2 separate regions of the Aedes aegypti genome follow, and region 1 is linked to region 2. The links are chromatin contacts, called in public Hi-C maps. All regions are on one chromosome and are shown on one strand. Each heading gives the region's core, a stretch centred on a gene start, on an enhancer-like site or on the middle of the called end of the contact. The rest is flanking DNA. Distances are from core to core; before and after follow the strand shown.

Region 1 (4,698 bases), core at 1,220-3,719, 76 kb before region 2:
TACAGATTCTGAACGGGTTTCGCCATCACTTTTGGAGGATTTTCAATCACATATCTCTCAAATTGATCTGAGTAGATCTCATGTCTGGGAGGATTGTCGATTCGAATTTCTGACAAGGTTTATGAAGAATTTTTGATGAGTTGTGGAGGGCCCTTAGTTGCTGTCTAGACCTCTTTTTAGTTAAGTGTACGCACAATGCTCACCTATATCACACATCACTCGGATACATACTTGCATTTCCAAAAGTAATGGTTTGCGTGACCCACAAGTCACTTAGAGCTGAAAATACTATTCAACATGATTACGAAGTGCACTTACAACGAGAAGCTTTTCGTGAACCCCGCAAACTATGTTCGTGAAAATATAAGATGGAATCTAAACAGCCATTATGGCGACCATTTCTGGACTCTTTGTCAAATTACCTATAGATACACTCCCGAGCAAAAGTTTGGGTTCACCCCCAGAAGAAAAACATACCAAAGTGTTTTCTCTATATCTCTGTGATTACATGTCCAAATGAAACTCTCTATGGCGAAATTCGATAGACACTGAAAAACAAGGCTAATTTTCTCAGCATTAGATCGATCAAAATTTTCTATCATGTGAAGAGCACTCAAGAAATTATGGCCGATAAATCTGGAATTCAAAATCAATGAACCAGTCATTCAAGTCATAGGTCAAAAGTTTGGTTTCGAGATTTCCAAGACCGAATAAACAATTTCGCCAGAGAAGCCGTGAAATCAAAGACAAATAGAGTAAAGTGGGGCAAAAGTTCGAGTGGGGTAAGAGTTTCTTTTTCAGATTTCTCGCTCAATTCAAAACAAATCTTATAAATGTCATGGTGGTTCGAATTCTATTCAAGTAAGAGACTTTCAATCCAAATATCATAAAAATCGATTGAGATTTGGAAAAGTTATAACTATTTGTTGTTTTTCGACGTGAATATTGTAATGTTTGGTCAAACTTTCGTTGCATGGAATCAATTTAAGATAAAATCTTTTTCAATATTTTATGTAAGGGCGTTTCTAAGCCTATCATAAGGTTGCTTTGAGGTGTATTAGTTTTTGCATAGATGCTTGAAAACAATTTTTGGCCCATAGTGGGGCAAAAGTTCGAATCAGCGGGGCAAAAGTTCGACCCATGTATAAAATCACGGAAAAATTTGCAAATTGCCTAAAACCCACAAATTTTCTTCAAATTCAGTTAAATTTGTCTGATTGTGTGAAAATTGTCACCAAAATTTTACATTTTCACATAGTTTTGTGAAAAACTGCTATTTTTGAGTATATTACAATTAACCCACTTTTGGGCAATTTTTTGATGAAAATTTAGTGTGTATTTTTCGTCAAACTTAAGTTCACGGCTGGTGTAAAGTATGCCTATCATAAAAGGATCGATATTTTATGTTTTAGCCAGCGGACTTTTGCCCCACACTAGATTCGAACTCTTGCCCCACCGGTGGGGCAAAAGTTCGAATAAGACAATTAATTTTGAAACTGTTATAACTAAAAATGGGTAAATATTTTGACCCAAGTATGTTCAGCAAAATTATAGCCAATATGTTGACGGTTCACTGTATGGTATTTGTTTTGTTTTAACTGCTATTGTTTTCCTGGAAACTTTGATTATACCACTAAGGTCGAGCTTTTGCCCCACCTTACTCTACGCCTCAAAATGCGGCTAATTTGAAGTTGCCGAACAAATTTACCAGCAGTTATTATGGGAAAGGCTTCCGAAGAGAACGAGGCTGCCGACAATGGGCACACTGACATGAGATGTTCCAAGCGTTGTAAAAACGTTTCCAAGAAGTTTTTCACATGTCTGTCGGTGTGAATCAATAGAGGATTGAGAAGCGCATAATTGTAAATAGATAGACACGTAATATGTGTGCGCATGTCCGAGACAATAACAAAAAAAGAGTGGCTTCAGCTTAGACTGCCGAGAATACGTAAGTTCCCCTATGTTCTTGAAATGTACATTGTAGGGAGCCGGAGAAAGCTACATAACCACAAAATTCGTCATACGCTGCTTATTACAAAGTTTCAAACAATTCGGCTGAGAAAAACACCCCATGTCAAAGTGAAGTGGTTCTGCACCCTACATGCTCTTGCATTCGTAGGTATCACAGATGTTCTGTTGATGCAATTCACATTTTTTATATTTTTGCAGTCAATTTGTAATTGTTATGAAAATGGTCGTCATGAAATAGTAAGATAAATGTGTCTAAATAATGCATTACATGACTTTCCTCCCTTGTCTAAATTATCCTTTCCGACTTATATTACGACCGAAATTATAATCAAAACCAAAAAAAATGAGCCAATTTTTGTTTTTATTTTCAAAGACAATAAAGCCCCCTTCAACACAACCCTGACTCCGCCTCACAAGAACAGCGACCACTTCTATCGCCGTTTCCTACATTCGCATAAAATCCCTTTCGCTCTCTAATACCACCGACTATCGAACAACCATACACCCATTCCCGTGTATAGGATTAGCCTGCGAACGCGAATGTGAACGGTATAAAAATAACAAAATCTGATATGCGGCGAATCGCCAGCACAAAAAAATAATAACAATAACAATAAAACATACGAAAAATTGCATTCGCTTTTTTGCAAAACCGCCCGCTCCAATCCAGTACCTACATACTGAGGTTTTTTTCCATCTCTTCTGTTTTTCGGGCGTCTACCAAAAGCCATAGGGAAGGTAGAGTGCTGCTCTAATGTTGGCGTTAGTTTTTTCTTCTCGTTTTCGATATTTTGTTTGTGTTGGACGCCGAGTAGATTGCGGGGATGTGTGGTGTAGAATGCGTCACTTTGGGTACCACAAATATTGAAGATTTTATTTAAAAAAATATGAGCATGAGCATGACTAACCGCCCGCAGTTGCTACTCCGTTATTTTAAGAATAGCTGTACTTGCACAGGGAACTCACAGACGCTACTTAGGATCAGTAGCATTCTCAATGCGTATGTACTGATGCTCTCGTTATTATAACAAATAATAACGGCGCCGGCTTCATCCGAATGCAGGTCAATTTGGGGATGAGAGAGAAATGTTGACGTGATACTTGCTTTGTGGAAGTTGAGGAGTCCTCTTCACTTCCACAAGAAAACACTGGGAGTTTGGAAAGGGTTTGTTCGAAAACGTGAGCATATACATGTAAGACCGATACCGATAGTGTAGTTACTACGCGAACCGAACACGATCCCGATTTCGTTGATCGCTTCACAGGAGCATACAACAGATTCAACGGATCAACATACAATAGATTCTCTGTATTTGTGGATATTTTAAAGTATATCGTTTCTGGACTTCCAGTGGAGGGATTTTTGACTTCTTTGCTCTCTGTAATAATCATGATCTGTTATATATCATGAGAGTCTGTTTATCGTATACTGCTACAGCTCTAATTATATCGAGGGATAGCAGAGCATGATAGAACCCATTTAAACAAGCTGGCTTAAAAACGGGTTTTATCATCGCTCTCTCTGTCTTTAAGGCTCTCTTTTGCTTCTGCTATTTATCAAGCATGTTACAACTTGGGAATCATTACCGATCATGGACAAATAAAGATGCGATCTTTTTCTCCATTTGCTTGATCGTGCTTCGAAATCAATTGAAAACGATTTAGCGTTAGCGTTAGCGTTAGCGTTAGCGTTAGCGTAGTTACGGTATACTTCGTAGATTGGATACTAGCAATATTAATGTTTATTTTTGATAATCTAATCCAGATTGCTTTTAGGAACAAGGCTGGGGAGTGAACCTTGATCCAATCATGAAGAAGAATACCAATAGCATTAACATCGCTATTCCCGGCCACGCCCATCTTTACCGTAACTTGGGATAGGGGAAGGAAATGTTGATGTAGCACTTACTTAATGAGAGGCCACCGACTCAGCGACGCCCTCATAAGTGCTACGGAGGTGGAGGTTGGGATAGGTATATTGTCAGGATTCGCCTGAAAAGCTGGCGATAGACCGAGGGCATTTGTTGTTTATTTTTTTAAGTTTTAATCTTTTGAATGCCGGCATTCAAAAAAGAAAACATGTGTTTTATTTACCGTATAGATTATTTGGCATCGAATAGTACTATCAACCGTTTTTATGAAAGTAGTGTAAGCTCTGGTTATCTGCTCAGTAATCATTAAAAGCAGATCCGATCCCTCCAGGGTCATCGGAACGAAAAAAAAATAAATAAATAAATAAAATGTCGCGTGGGTACGATTAACGTGTAACTAAACAAAAGAAGAAATATGTTAATGTAGTGGTTGAAACAAAAAGTAGGGGAGTAATTTTCTGCTCTGCGATTTTTAAGCAGAACCGATCCCTCTAGGGTCATCGGAATAAAAAAAGGAACAAAATAAAGCTCCGACAAATCGCGAGGCATCTAATTTTAACTTTGAGACTAACAAAACTTTGAATGTAACAAAACATAGAATGGTTATAACTGAAATGTGTTTGTTTTTCAGCCAGATTCTTGATGGTCATTGGATCACATTAAAAAAATATAATTGGATAACAATTAAGCTTTCCAACTGGAACAAACTCACCAATTTCAGCATTTTACATTGGAATTCCCTTCAGCTGTTCAGATAATATCTTCTGATTCCGTTCCAATGGGGCAGTTGCAGAATGTTCCGCTAACACATACACTTTCACGGTTGGACTAAGCTATTAACAGTTAAAGTTTAACA
Region 2 (4,741 bases), core at 1,267-3,766:
GTTCATAGCCGTTCCAAAAATCTTTGTTAATTTGTATTAGAGTGAAACTCCTTTCAAAATATGATTCGTTGTTACATCGGATGAGTTATAAGCTCTCATCTTGTCTTACAGAGAGACGAATATTGCGCAAAATTAATTGGAATAAACTGTTTTTAGTTCAAAAAATCGGGGGAATTAAGTCTTCCCGGAGCTCAAGTATATCTAGTTTTTACTGATAGAAAATTTTTCGCTTATTACTTCAAAGTTTTTATACTGGAATATATAGGCTAAGTCGAGTTTGCGTTAAAAACATGGTTTTCTTGTATTTTTATTCAAATTAATTTAAGCTTTTGTGTCTGCATCATGAGTTAGAAAGTCTGTTGAGACAGCACGATAGCAAATTTGGAATCTCTTAAACGAAGAACTAATATTCCCTTCAAGGTTGCTTTCACAGCAGTGTTTGGGACCCATTTTTCCCACAAACCGGTTTACCCCGGAAAAGACCAAAAAGATAATCAGAAAATCCTATAAGATCGTCTCGTTTCTTTTAGACGGTGATGGTCGTAGATTGAAACCAGAGTGGCAAGGACCTTACGGTATTCGCCGAGCTTATCCCTTTGCGCAAACTGCCCGTTAGGCAATCGAGAACGTGTCCGTGTGTATGCAAATCGAATAGAAAAGAATAGAGGTTCGTTTTGGGGACCGAGGTTCTTCTTCACACCTCGCCTGGAAGAAGCACAGCTCGAAACACATTCAAATGGGACCTACCTTGGACTCGTGCATCTGCGTCTCGCTGATGGACAGTGGCGTCGGCGGCGTCGAAGGCGCACTGTAATGCAGCACCGGCTTCTGATCCTCCTGGTGGCGTAGATCGTTGTCCGAATTGTTGTTGTTGTTGGCGGCTATCCGGTGCTGTTCGTCCAGGGCCTGTTTGTGCACCACGGCGGCATAGTCGATTCGTTCGATATTTTGCTGCTGTCGCAAATCGCTGATGTACGGTTTGTACTCGTGGACGGCGATGGCCGATCGCAGGTCTGTCGAGTTGCCGGCCGTCAGGGCATTCAGCTGACCAAGCATTCCACGTTCGTTCATCGACCGCAGCTGGTCGATGGAACGGTGGATGTGACTGTAGTCACCGGTCGGGATTTCGGCCATCAGCGGCGAGTTGTGGTAGTCCAACCCGCCGCCGGGCCGATATTCGATCGTTCGACCCTCCAGGGTGCCGGCCGAGGGATGATGGGGGTGGTGGTGATGTTGTAGGGAGAGAATCTTGGAGCCGTTTCCGGGGACGGGTTGCGACGAAAAAAGATCAATGTTGGCGGATTGTAGCGTGACCCAACAAACGGTCACAGAACTGCACGGTAAGGCACGACTTCGGTATTCACGAACCACATTCAACTACTCGAGGACACCACACCGTCACTGTACGCGCTTCACATATAGATCACCCACGTTTACTGTTTACTTCCGGTCTTATCACTTTGAAGTTTATTTTTTCTTTTGTTTATTTTCCTTTCGGTCGATAAACCATGCAAATCGTTTTTCCAGCACTTTTTCGTATCACTCACACTACGCAGACGTTTCTTTCACGTTTTTCCCTTCAGATGTCTGGATTTTCTCAGTTGTTTTGGGTTCTCTTCTCTCGACGGCGATAGACAGCGGAAAAAGGGGCAAAAATTGCTTTCAAAAAAACGAAAAAAAAAACCTTTGCCGCCGCAAGCTCTCACGTACGAAGAATTTTACGACAACGGTCCCAAAGTGGCGGACGGACGCGTTCGATGATGCGCGGGGGTGGAGAGCAGGACGCCTCTGTTTTATGTGGTATATAGCGAAAAAATAATTCGCATAACAACAGAGACCGATGACTCAAAAAACGAACCCAAAAAAACGAAGCTCTGCTGCAACACGCGGGTGCGGGCGAACGACTCTTCGAAACGGACGGAAAGCGCTCCTCGTCACCGCAGCTCCGTTCTCGTGCAGGTCGTCGGTGTTCTATTCCGGGTTATTCAAAACCCAACCAAGCGCATAGAATCTCTTGATAACTCTTCCGCCGAAAATAATGTCATTCGCATGACGCAAAAACCGTCTTTCGAAAGGCGCGCGCGTTTTCCAATAAGCGCCAAACTGTTATTAACCAATGCACTTGCCACCCCCTTCTAAGTCAATTGCTAAGAACACTTTTTATGCTGTCACTGACGATGACGATCGGTAAACACGAATCACAAAAAAAAAATCTCCACCAAAAAAATCTCTTCAAATAGAACCACCACGAGTGATTGGAGGGATCGCGGCGCGAAAAACTCCAAACCCCGAACACACTTTTGCTTGCCGTCGACGCACCGTCGTAAGCAGAGAAGGAAGGCTCTACGCTAGGCTATAGCTGCTTCTACGCGCCAAGGGGCCCCGAAAATGTGTGTTAATCAGCGCAAGGCAAAAACTCGACTGGTTTTAGAAAAAGTTTTTGGTCCTCAAACTTTTTAGCATTATAATCTTCCCCGGTTCGGTTTTGTGCGCTCTGCTGCGTGTGCTGCTTGTAGTAGAAGTTCGCCCTGTCTCGTCTGTCTGCCTGCCTGCCAGTCCTCTCTCTCGCGCGCGCGTTCTCTCTCATCATCAGTTCAGTCGGCGATCGGTCGGTCGGTCCCACAAAACACACTCAGGCGCGCGTCATTTTTGTGTACATACATTTTTATTTCTAAAAACTCCTCTATACCTACATGTATGCATAGCGAGTTGAGTTGAGTTGAGTAGAAGCAGCAGAAACGGCAGCAAGCAACGCAGCAACAACACAGAACTCTACGAGCGGTTTGAAAACGCATGGATGGGAGAACGGAGTTAGTGAGTGAACGAGCGAGTGTGCGAGAAGTGGTTGGTGATAGTGTGTGATTATGGTTTAAAAAAACATAGGGGAGAGAAGGAGAGAGTGCTGCTGAAATAAAAAACTGATCATACATGCATCACTCAGTCTAACCATCAGACAGTAGCGGAGAGGAGCGATTTGACCGACCAACCGAACGAAGGCCTCCATGTGTGGAAGAGAGGCCGTCACAAACGTATGCTTTCTATTACTGCATATGTTTGCTCAGATAGTACCGGGATTGTTAGATTAGGGGTGATCAGAAAGTCAATAATTAAAATTTTTTATCACACGCTATGTTAAAAAAAAAATACTACATTCGTTTTAGCACTTGCAAGCCCCGGAGGAGCTTCCCTGGAAGTCCCGCAGGAGCTTCCTTGGAAGTCCCGGAGGAGCTTCCCTGGAAGCACAGGAGGTCACTCCTCAACATGTTCCAGGACATCTTTTGGTTTGTCGATAAGTTGAGTGTAGTGACAAGTCAGGTAATGGTGCGACTAGAAAAATTTGATGAATTGTGGGAGAAGGTGAACGATTTGATCCTGGGCATCAAGACCCACTAGGACTTCACCGAGGAGGATGAGATCTGCTCCACTCAGCGATCCGAGTTCGGCTGCAAGTATTATGATATGAATGCATTGCTGCTGGACAAAATAAAGGAACTGGAGAAACCCCCTACTTTAACCAATTCATTCACAGTCTTGATACATCGCAACAGCCGACCATGGAGCACGTGCAATTGCCGCAAATCAAGTTGCAGACTTTCGACGGCAACATTGACGAGTGGCTGAGCTTCTGCGACTTGTATACGTCACTCATACACTGGAAGTCGCACTAACCACATGTGAAAAAATCCATTATCTGAAAGGGTGCGGCGAAGCGAAGGCTCTGGCAATAACAAGAGCCAACTATCAGATCACTCACCTAGCGATACAACGACAGCAAGCAGTTGAAGCGGAGGCAGGTGCAAGCACTCTTCAAACTCCCGAATCTGACTAAGGAGTCGGCTCCCGATTTCCAATTTCTGTTGGAAGGATTTGAACGAACCATTCAAACCTTGGATCAGTTAGTTCAACCCGCCGATTACAATCTGCCGCTTATGGATGTCCTGTTCGTTCGTCTAGATCCAGCCACAAGGAGAAATTAGGAGGAATTTTCATCGACGAAGGAGCAGGAAACCCAAGTAACCAGTAAGCACGATAATGCGGCACGATAACAGCATTATATGCGCATATGGGGTAATCATTTGATGCATGTCAGTTTTATATACGCATATAATGCTATTATAATGCCAGAAAAGGCGAAATAGCATGCCATTATAGTGCCAAGATATAACCGTGCTTCTCTGCACCACTAATGCTGATATAAGACCACGTGAGAAACGTCAGTTGTTTTCGTCAGGTTTTTAGGGCGAATATTTTGTGCTTTCGCGTACGCAGCCAGAGAGCTTTCGCGTATGCGGCCAAGCAACTGGTACACGAGGTAAATAAATGAATGAATGAAACCGGAAACATCTAATAGTATGCAAAAAATGTAATAAAATGATACAGATAATACTTCTCCGTATTAGACATATTCGTTTTGGTAGTGTTTTCATCTTTTTGAGGACTTGCAATTGCCACATTTTGATCCTTGTTTTATGATGATGAAATTCCTCATTTTGCGTCTCGAACCTGCGACACCCGTATTGTTGAGTTGTTGTCCTGCTCCTTTGCTCCTACGGCCACATAAGATGAATAGTATTGGAAAGAAAAGTGACCAATTTAAACCATCACTTTTCTCCGTCATAAAACCTGCAATTGTAGTAGTGAGAAGATTTATGTTTGACTTCCTCTTACCACTATATGCAAACACAAAGCACGTGGTATATCTGTCAAAACACTGGATGGAATTTGAACATGCCCTGTATTC

Evidence for each region. A called contact is a pair of places that touch in the nucleus more often than the background predicts.
Region 1: a contact with region 2 is called in a Hi-C map of whole pupa, with 4 times the contacts expected there. The contact joins the enhancer-like site here to the promoter of LOC5565476 in region 2. A contact is called at or near these places in 2 of 2 Hi-C or Micro-C datasets (whole body and whole pupa).

What each region holds. Positions count from the first base shown.
Region 1 is chr3:146,642,047-146,646,744 of AaegL5.0, reverse strand. The region is part of intron 3 of LOC5565476 (zinc finger protein squeeze); the gene reads right to left. Among protein-coding and RNA genes, the nearest start is that of LOC5571566, 55 kb to the left of the region's middle. Within about 2 kb of position 2,469, at least 2 of the 3 cell types and tissues checked have open chromatin away from gene starts, as enhancers often do.
Region 2 is chr3:146,566,058-146,570,798 of AaegL5.0, reverse strand. LOC5565476 (zinc finger protein squeeze) reads right to left here and starts at 2,516. Exons shown (of 5, transcript XM_021849351.1): 1 at 2,320-2,516; 2 at 748-1,615. The coding sequence starts at 1,134.